Regions from separate parts of the Astyanax mexicanus genome. Here region 2 is linked to region 1. Evidence: chromatin contacts called from public Hi-C data. All regions are on one chromosome and are shown on one strand. The core of a region is the stretch at or near the end of the contact, and the rest is flanking DNA. Distances in the headings are between cores, read along the strand shown. Region 1 holds the start of LOC103034396 (mediator complex subunit 13L). Region 2 overlaps LOC103034396 (mediator complex subunit 13L).

What was found. A called contact is a pair of places that touch in the nucleus more often than the background predicts.
Region 2: a contact with region 1 is called in a Hi-C map of muscle, with 7 times the contacts expected there. The contact joins the enhancer-like site here to the promoter of LOC103034396 in region 1. A contact is called at or near these places in 2 of 3 Hi-C or Micro-C datasets (both in muscle).

What each region holds. Positions count from the first base shown.
Region 1 is chr1:20,293,773-20,298,525 of AstMex3_surface, reverse strand. It overlaps LOC103034396 (mediator complex subunit 13L), which reads right to left and starts at 1,266. Exons shown (of 31, transcript XM_049474584.1): 1 at 1-1,266.
Region 2 is chr1:20,385,543-20,390,792 of AstMex3_surface, reverse strand. All of the region lies in intron 2 of LOC103034396 (mediator complex subunit 13L), which reads right to left. Among protein-coding and RNA genes, the nearest start is that of LOC103034396, 91 kb to the right of the region's middle. Within about 2 kb of position 1,587, the one cell type or tissue checked has an H3K27ac peak away from gene starts, as active enhancers do.

The DNA.
Region 1 (4,753 bases), core at 17-2,516:
GAGAGAAGGCGGCAAAAAACACACACACTCACACACACAGACTGAGGAGAGAGAGCGATAGATAGAGAGAGGGGGCACACGAGAGAAAATGATACTAGCTGGCTAACGTCGATGTAGTTTCTCTCCCTCTCTTTGGAGCTATTTATAGAGCCGTCCTCACTCTTCCCCTGATACGCGAGCAACAACACAGTCTGGCTTCTGAGCAAGGGAGGAAGGAAGAATGGTGAAAAATCCTCGTTTCACTTTGCAACTAACGCAAGCTAGCTAACCCCAGCTAGTTAACTAGCGTTCTGGAGGAGCTAAAAATAAAAACCTGACCCTCCTCTTCTTGTCCTCACTCTCTCACTCCCTCCCTCACTCTCTTTCTTTCTCTCTCTTTATCAGTCTCTCAGTCACCCAGTCACAGAAAGAGAGAGACTAGGGAAGGAGGTAACGTTAGTTAGCCACCTAGCGAAGACAACAAACGAACATGTTTAACCAGCTAAAGAAACCTTATTAGCTATGCAGTTAGTTAAGATAACTAGTTAGTCAGCTAACCTAGCTAGCTAACGCAAAGCTAGTTAACCTGTTTAGCTAGTTAAAACAATAAGAAAACAACATTAAGCTAACATTAACGCTAGCTAACAACAACAGCAGCAGCAGCCGTAGCAACAAACAGCAGCAGCAACTGCAATCTTCCTTAGCTACCAAACCTAGCTTAGCTTTCTTAGATAAGCTAAAAACCAACAAACAGAAGAGAAAGGAAAAAAACTGAAGAGAAAGGGGAAAAAACTTCCTTCCTTTCTCTGGTTATAAACATAACTAGCTAGTTAGCTAAGTAGAACGAAATTACGAAATAACGTAACGTCCTCTCCCGGAGATATTTCTCTCTTTCTCTCTCTCTCGCCAGTTTCTCTTCTTCTTGTTCTCCTTCTTCTTCTTGTAGAAGTAAAGCTAAATAAAATCAAACAAAAGCCAGAAACGAGTCCGAGTCGCTGACAGACAGATAGATAACTAAGATACAGGATAAGCTAGATAAGGAACAGATCCACCGCCGATAGCTCCAGTCACCGAGTAAACACGGCCGTCTGACGAGCCTCCTCAGCTATCTGCCCTGCTCGAGTCGGCCAGAAATCACACAGCGAGCTCTCTCCGAAAGCGTCCACGGCGTGCCATCCGTCACTGTTGCACTGTTTAGCCGCTGTTTCCCCGAGTCGCCGAGAGCTGCCGAGCGCGAGCGAGAGGTTCCGAGCGCTTCCGAGACACTCCGAGGACAAATCGAACAGAGCGAGGCTCCTGGATCCTTAAAAAAAAACACACACAACACACGCGACGCACGCTCTGTGTTTGGATGGAGGCTATGCAAATAGAGGGGTCTTACTTTATGTGTGTGTATGTGTGTTTTAGAGAGACAGTGTGTTTGTGAGAAACGGTGTAGCTTATGTGTGTGTATGTATGTGTTTGTGTGTGTGAGAGAAATAGATAATTGTTTTCTAGAAATTGTTAATTTCTACACTTTAGAAATTGTTAATCTCTGAGACAGTCCACTATTATTTACTGTTAAAACTGTATAACTCAGGCATTGGCAACAGAAATGTATCACTATTTATCATGCCAATAAAGCACATTGAATTGAATTAAATTGAGAGAGAGAGAGGCTGTGTGTGAGAGAGAGAAACAGTGTAGCCTATTTGTGTGTATGTGTGTAACTTTGTGTAAATATGTGTGTATGTGTGTAAGAGAGAGAGAAACAGTGTAGCATATGTGTGTGTGACTTTGTGTTTGTGTGTGTGTAAGAGAGAGATATTGTATTTGTGAGGAAAAGTGTAGCCACTGTGTGTGACTGTGTATATGTATGTGTGTGAGAGAGACAGAGATACTGTAGATGTGACAAACAGTGTAGCCTATATGTGTGTGTCTGTGACTTTTTTATGTGTGTGTGTCTGTGTGAGAGTGAGAGAGAGGCAGAGACAGAGAGATAGAGACGGTGTGTGTGTGAGAAACAGTGTAGTGTGTGTGTGCTTACGCTAACAGTCGCTGGCAGCTTTTCGCGCTATTCGACAGCCCACCACGCATAGCTATGTAATGGCGGCCGCCAGGCTTCGACAGAGACTCGCTTTCCTATTTGGCAAAGTAGAGCACAAAAAAAGCACGTGATCAAAGCAAAGGGATTACAGCAGCGTTTTCAGCCTCTTTTGATAGAAAAAAGAGAGAGAGAGAGAGAGAGGGACAGAACCTCATCTCGACGCTAGAGGCGCTGATACCCAATTAAACACACCATAAGCAGAAGAAAAAAAAAGAAAAGAAAATACAAAACAGAGAGGAAAAAAGAAAGAAAAAAGATGAAAAAGCAGAAGAAGATAAAGGCATGCTCCCTCTAATATGCCACTGTGTTTTAGATGAAGATGAAGTGTGTCAGACCTTCTGTGTGTCAAGTCCAAGCACAAAAGTCATTTTGCAGACTAATAAAAAATGAGTTTTTACATGAGTTTTTAATGTAGTGTGTAAACTTTCCAAGCAGTACAGTTCTATGGTGATATCATGTAAAAAAAAAAAATAGTAACATGTGGCGATGACTTATTAAAGCGTTAATGATGTCATTCCCATGCCTTAAGAAGTCGTCCCCATGACTTAATTATTTTGTTCCCATGCCTTAATAAGTTGGGACCATGACTTAATTATTTTGTTCCCACGTCTTAATAGGTTGTCCCCACAACTAAATATCTCATTTAGATAGGCACTATTAGTGTTGAGCGTATTAAAAATCTACACAGTCAATTTGTCAGACTGTGATTGTGTAGTTATTACCATCCTGTATGGCAAGCATATATTTTGATATATTTTAAGTTCAGCACCCCACTGACTGACAATGTTGATACATCCAGATCATTTTAATGCACAATAATCTAATTTAACTAGCTCATTCACCAACTATATTATAAATGCACAGAGACTTTTATTTGAAAAAATAATGACGGCAGTTATTACAAATATAATAATGACTAGGTCTGAAATAAAATGATTTAATTGAAAATGAATGAATACTCTTTTCTAATCTACTTTATAAAAGAAAACAAAAGTATCTGGCAAGTCTCCCAGAAAATGCTGAGAAAAATGCCAATAACCAGCTTTGCCATTAGTAAGCCAACATTGGTCAGCTACCTTCTTTCTGCCAGAGATGAGATTAGCTTCCATTCTGAAACTTTTCCATGTTTCCATTGAGTTCCTGAGCAATTTAAAATAACTGAAAAATGTTTCTAAATAAGTTAGATTAAGAAAGAATCCAAACAAACAAATAAACAGTAATTACAGCCATATATTGTTTGTGAAAGAATAGGATGTATGACTGTGTTTAGAATGATCATGTGCATATTCTTTTCCTCTGAATTTGGATGTGAAAGGGTTAAAGAGGATATGAACCTAACCATGTCTTATGATTGACAGGAATGACACAGCTTCCACATTTATCATCAGCTGATGAAGGAGTGCACATATTAAAAAGATAACTCTCCATATCTCTGCTGAGCAATTGCATCATGTATAAGAAAATTACACCCATAACACTTTACAGTATGAATTCCTATCTCATTACTTCACTGCTTACTTTTTGCAAGAAGGCCAGTAAGATGTCTTTAAACTTGCCAATTCTAAACATGTATTTATATTTACACACTCATAGTAATATGTATCTAACATTTTTTCACAATTAACCCAGCTAAAATAAACATGAAATGTAATAGACAAAAGTAAGATAAAAAACAGAAAAACAGTATCAATTAATTACTATTTTTTGTCATTTGATTGTAAATGCAACACAAATTGTCATAATTCCACTTTACTTAAAGTTTTTTTTATCCTCTTTACCCCAATTTACACAGCCAATTACCCAAGCCACTCATTAGGACTCCCCCTATCACTAGTGATGCCCCAACACCAGGAGGGTGAAGACTCCGGGTGAAGTCAGTCATCGCCTCTTTTCGAACTGCTGCTGATGCGGCATTGCCGAGTAGCATCACACTCAGAGGAAAGCGGAGCGACTTGGTTCTGATTCATCAGCTTACAGATGCCTTGTGCTGATCAGATTCCACCCAGAAAGAGCAAGGCCAATTGTGCTCTCTCGGGGCTCCGGTAGCTGATGGCAAGCTACATAAACAGGATTCGGATAAGAACTGGAGATCTCCCGGTCATAGTGGCTGTGCCTTAGACCGCTGGACCACTCGGAACCCATTTCGTTTGACACCAGCTGTTAGATAGTATAATAAACAGTGCAGTTATATAAGGTGTACTGTCATAACCTATTAACATATTGTAATAAAGTTGTTATACACTGTTATGAAATAAACTACAATGTACACTTTACACTACAATGAACATTTTACAGACAAAAATACTGAGATACCTGCTTATTCACTGTTCTCTGTTATTTGAGACATTATGGCAACTGTCTCGACTGTCCAGGGAGGGATTTGTACTAGACTGCTGTGAGGATGATTCCCACCTCTGCAACTAATCCCAAAAGTATTGGATGGAGCACTGCTTCACAACTTATGCTGGAAAGCTTTTTACCTCTCTAGTCCATGTCTGGCATTCAACATAGTGCCAACTGTTTCAGGTATATCTGCTTCAGAGAGTCCTATTCTATTGGCAATACTTCTCTACAGGCTTATGAGAGCCTACCTCAGGGAACAGCTAGGAAAAGGACACTCAGACCTGTATAAACTGTTCCAGTGAGGTCTGATATTCGGTTCCAGATAAATGAGACATTCTGTACCTG
Region 2 (5,250 bases), core at 338-2,837, 92 kb before region 1:
CGAAATGACAATATTTTTATTTGGAATTTGGGAGAAATGTTGTCAGTAGTTTATAGAAAAAACAATAATGTTCATTTTATTTCAATATAAACCTATAAATAGTAAAATCAGAAATTTAAGTGTTCTCTTAATTTTTTTATTCAGAGCTGTATATTTAACTTTTTGCCATTAATTTTTTATAAAATTTATAAAAAAAATTATTAATTTGCATTCATTTTTTATAAAAATTAATATGATGTCTTTGTTAATTTTAAATATATATTATATATTATTTATATTATTTATATAATGGAGCATTCCTTTACGAGTAAGTATATGGCTTTGGTAAGTGTGAAAAATGCTCAGACGTGGTCATTTAACCCTGTTATTCTACCTCTGAATGAAGGTGAACTCACAAACAATATGATGTGCTCTGCTCTGATTGGCTAGTTTATGATAAGATACACAATCAAAATCTAAAAAATCTAAAAAATTAAGATGAAGAAACACAGATCATTCCTCGATCACAGAGGGTTAATGCTTTTAATTAAAAAAAAAAAACAATAGAGAGACCAATGGATATTTACATATTACAGGCATTGGAGTCAAGCAAACAGAAAATCTCATCCACCTATGTGCATCTCCTGTCCAACTCATCTGCCCCACAGTCTCAGCAACACAACTGTCTCCATACTCAAAACACTCAAACCAGAAAAAAGAAACAGAAACAATCTAAACTGATTTTACCCACAAAAAAATCATGGAATTTCCCTTGATACCCCAAGAGGGCTCAGCAACACTGTCAACAACTATAAGTGGTTAATCCAGGTCAGAAAAACAGTTTGTATTGCGCCTAAAATGCTCCAACAATGCAGAGGCTGGCAGCTGTGTTGGCTGTTACTATCGCTGCTAACCAGCAATTCTAGGTTTCAGACAAAGATTCAGAACAAGTTGCGGACATGATATACATATCGTAGCAAACAGCAATACTTACTTTATCCAACCAATCCTCACTCAGCCTATCAACAACTATCAGTGAATAATCCTGCTCAGAATAATAGCTAAATTTCAAAATTGAATATCATCATACATCCCACAGCAGCCACGCAGTGTATGTTTACTAGAGTCATCATCCATCATAAGTGAAATTAATTATTTATTTATTACTTATTATTTTTACTTTGTTAATACTTTAGGGGTCATTTTGAAATGGTGATACTGTGATATTTTCTGATAATGTTATCATACGGCAAAAATAACATACCCTTGCAAGCCTACACTCAATTCCTTATTTCGGTCTTGATTTGATCTACTTTTCATTCTACAAAAGACACTTTGATGAGCATGAAGCAGAAAGGATGTGAAATCTGAACAAAGTACTGGTTTTACTGAAGCAGCAGCAGGAAAATACACAGCATTTCCACAGAAGGCAACATGTCCTCGTGCTAAGCACTGATGCTGAGCAGTGTATTATACAGCAATTGTGATTAAGGTAAGTGACAGCACTTCAGAGTGTGTCTGCACATGGCGTGACTGCAGATTTATTAATGATCAGGGAGCGTGCGAGCAGATGTATAGACAGAGCAGAGAGACCGCTCACACGCTAATGGTGCAAGACCGCTATTAGAGGGATTAAGACGGGGTAATGGGGCAGTGCTCACAGTAGGGGCCGGCGAGGGGGTGGGGAGGGTGCAACTGGCATTTCTGGAGAAGCTGCTTGATCTTGCCGCATCAAAACGCTACGATTCTTATTTAAATTCAGAGATGGTGTAATAAGGGACCGGTCTGGGAGCAGTGAGGAATCGACTGAGGAGAGAGACGTGAGAATATGCAATATGTCGCACTCACTGCTGACACAGATGTGCAAATGCACACATATACACACTAGCGGTGTGCCATATCGTACACGATAATATCGTTAACATTTTTTAATATCGTGAACGATATTATACCCTAAAATATTGTGTCGTATCACCCATCCCATTTCCCATTATATATCTACTAGAGACAGATTATATCTGTCCAGTATCATTTATTTTACTTTAATCCTGGATATATGGAGATATATGGAGTGCATTCTTATTAGCATCATGATATTCTAGAGCATTGACTTCTGTTACAAATCAATAAATATATTTTTATAAATGTATTTTTTAATATCTCACTTAGGGGTGTGCAGTATTATATTGTATGTAATATATAAACATATATATATATATATATATATATATATATATTTTTTTTTTTTTTTTAATGATTAATTAATTAATTATTTTTTTCTTGCAGTGTATAGTGTATTTTTTATTTTTTTTAAGTGTTTTATCATATCGCCAAGAGTATCATTATCACAAAAAAACATGAAATATTGTGATATTATTTTAGGGCCATATTGCCCACCCCTAATACACACACAGCTTGTCTTTTAGTCCCTGAAGCGAAGTATTGCCAACAAAAACAAAAACTCTCTCTGGAGCAGATAAACATGAACCTATAATGGCACCATGCCTAATGCCAGGCTTGGACTAGAGGACTTGCTTCTAATATTAACATCATTATCATAATTTATGAAAACACTTACATTTCTAAGCAGTGGTCAAAAAACATATGTGTGTAGCTAATTAGCGAATAATGTCCAGAATCAATGTAAATGCAGTATTATGTGAGAATTAGTATATATCATTTTGCTTCTGGTTTCTTTCTACAGGTTGGGAGTAAGGGTGTGCCATATCATATTGTACACAATAATATCCCGAACATTTTTGAATATTGTAAATGATATTATACCCTGAAATATCATGCCATATCACCCACCCCTAATTATCACATCAGGGTACTACTTTTTTTTTTGCTGTTTTTGCAAAAGAAAAAATTACACTGTTGTCATTTCCTATTATATATCTACTAGAGACAGATTATATCTGTCCAGTATCATTTATCAGTCCTGGATATATGGAGATATTTGGAGTGCATTATTATTAGTATCATGACATTCAGGTCCATTGACTTCTCTTACAAATGTGATAAAATTCTTGCGCTTTTTTATTGTATCTCAGTTAGGGGTGAGCAAAATTTATGCAATTAAAAAAAATCATTTTTGGCAGTAGTGTATTTCTAAAATAATATATATAGATTTTTTTATTCAGTGTTTTGTCATATCGCCAAAAGTATCATTATCGCAAAAATACCATGACATATCGTGCTATTATTTTACTCAAACATATACCTATAAATAGCAAAATCAGAGAAACTGATTCAGAAACTAAAGTAGTCTATAATTTTTTACCAGAGCTGTATGTCATGTGACATATGATTGTGATGGCACATCCCTGCTGCTGAGTAATTTAGTAGCTTAGCTTAACTTCATAGCCTTCTGTAAGTTGAGCCAACAAAATGAAGACTTTCTCAATGGCAACAACCATCTAACCCCAAAAGGCAGCCGTCTAACCATCAGAAGTAAATTTCTCAACTGGCAATAAAGACATTATACATTTTTCAAGTATCAGTTTCTTACATTATGCTATAAAACTCTGCCTCACTTCACCAGATAGGGACAAAGATTTTTACATAACATGTTCCTGGACAACTGCTACTGAAACACTTGCACAAGCAGAACAGCTGCAAGTTCCAGCTCCTCACAAACATCACCAACAAGCACAGCACACTCAACTCTCCCTTCAATCACAATCCAATCAGTGACCTGATTTCTTATTTATTATTTATAAAAGTCTAGTCTTTGCAGTACTGATCAGACACAGCCAGTCAGTCAGTAAGTGTATAGCTCAGCGTCTCAGACTGCAGAGGAGTGTTTAGCAGGTGCAGAAAGCAGCAGCTCCAAAAGCAAAAAGAAGAAGAAGACAGCAAACATCCATTGAAAGCAGACTGCAGGCGTTCTAACAGAGGCTGTGCGCTCGGCAGGAAACAGGTACAGTAACTTCTGTTGAAAACTGACATGAGGGTGGAAAAAAGAGAAGCAAGCTTCCTGTTATGGTCAGATACTTGGTTACAGATGTAGGTTAGAAATCCCTCTGAAAGCGTGCCTGACACTGCACGAATTCATGCGGTAAACAAAACCATTTCTAAACACTCAGCAGCGTCGGAAGCATGACTTAGACCATGGGAATATTTTACAAGTTAAAAAAAAAGATTAAAAAAACAAAACATGAAGTGCAGATTTATTGATATTATAAATTACAGAAATATATATTTTTTCTTAAATAAAAGATTTCATTTTCAATAGGAAGCTAAGCTGTGAAAAATAATAAATTGAATATATTTTGGTTCAGCCAAAACAGTGCCAAATGTACTGGTACATACAATACAGTGCTTTATTAATTATTTTTTTTTCATGTACTTATTTCAATAACAGTTTTACAAGATAAGAAAAACGTTCAATGGAAGTCAATGTAAAAATGAACATGCAGCCAATTACTTTTTTGAGAGAAAATCAAAGGAATTAGTGGAGTTGCTTTTAAACATGCTTTTTAAATGTCACACAAGTTTTGCAAACATCTTTGGCTTAGAAACCTTGTAAAAATAAGTAAAGCTGCCTGAGATTGATCAGTACATGTTTTAAATAGGTAAATACATGTGTTATTAGAATCAAAGTTTCGGTGGACTGGCCCATATTCGTTTACTAGTATTTAATAATAAAAATAATTGATAAGAATAGGAATAAGAACAATAACAATTATTATTTAATATATTTAGTATTACTGTTAGTAGTAGTAGTAGTAGTAGTAGTAAAGGTAGTAGTAATGTTTTTCTTGTTTAATATTTATGTTGTAAATAATGCAACAATTAATTAATAATAAGTGTAAAAACAAATAAAAAAAAGTTTATAAAGTAATAAAAAGTAAACGTTTATGTGTTTATTTTAATGATTATTTTTACAGCAATAGAAATCATTGAGTTTGTTCCTCCATCATTCTATTACTATTGCTATTTATCTTATGATCTTATGATTCAAGCAATTAATTCAGGCAATGAGTCACTTAAAACAAATACACTTTATAATACATCTACAATACATGACACCTCGCAGCTACATCTCCAGATCACAACAAACAGTCCATCACATGCTCTGCCAAAACAGTGACAGGGTCCACAATTGGCTGCTGTACAGTCGTGTAAGGCTGCGAAAAGCTAACAAGCACGCAGCACTGGCTCATGTAGCTCCCACTGCCTATGATTCATTAGCCATTAAACAGAGAGCTCACCAGCAACAGGCCTTAAAGCAGCCAAACAATCGTGCAGCCGAGCGCACAGCTCCGC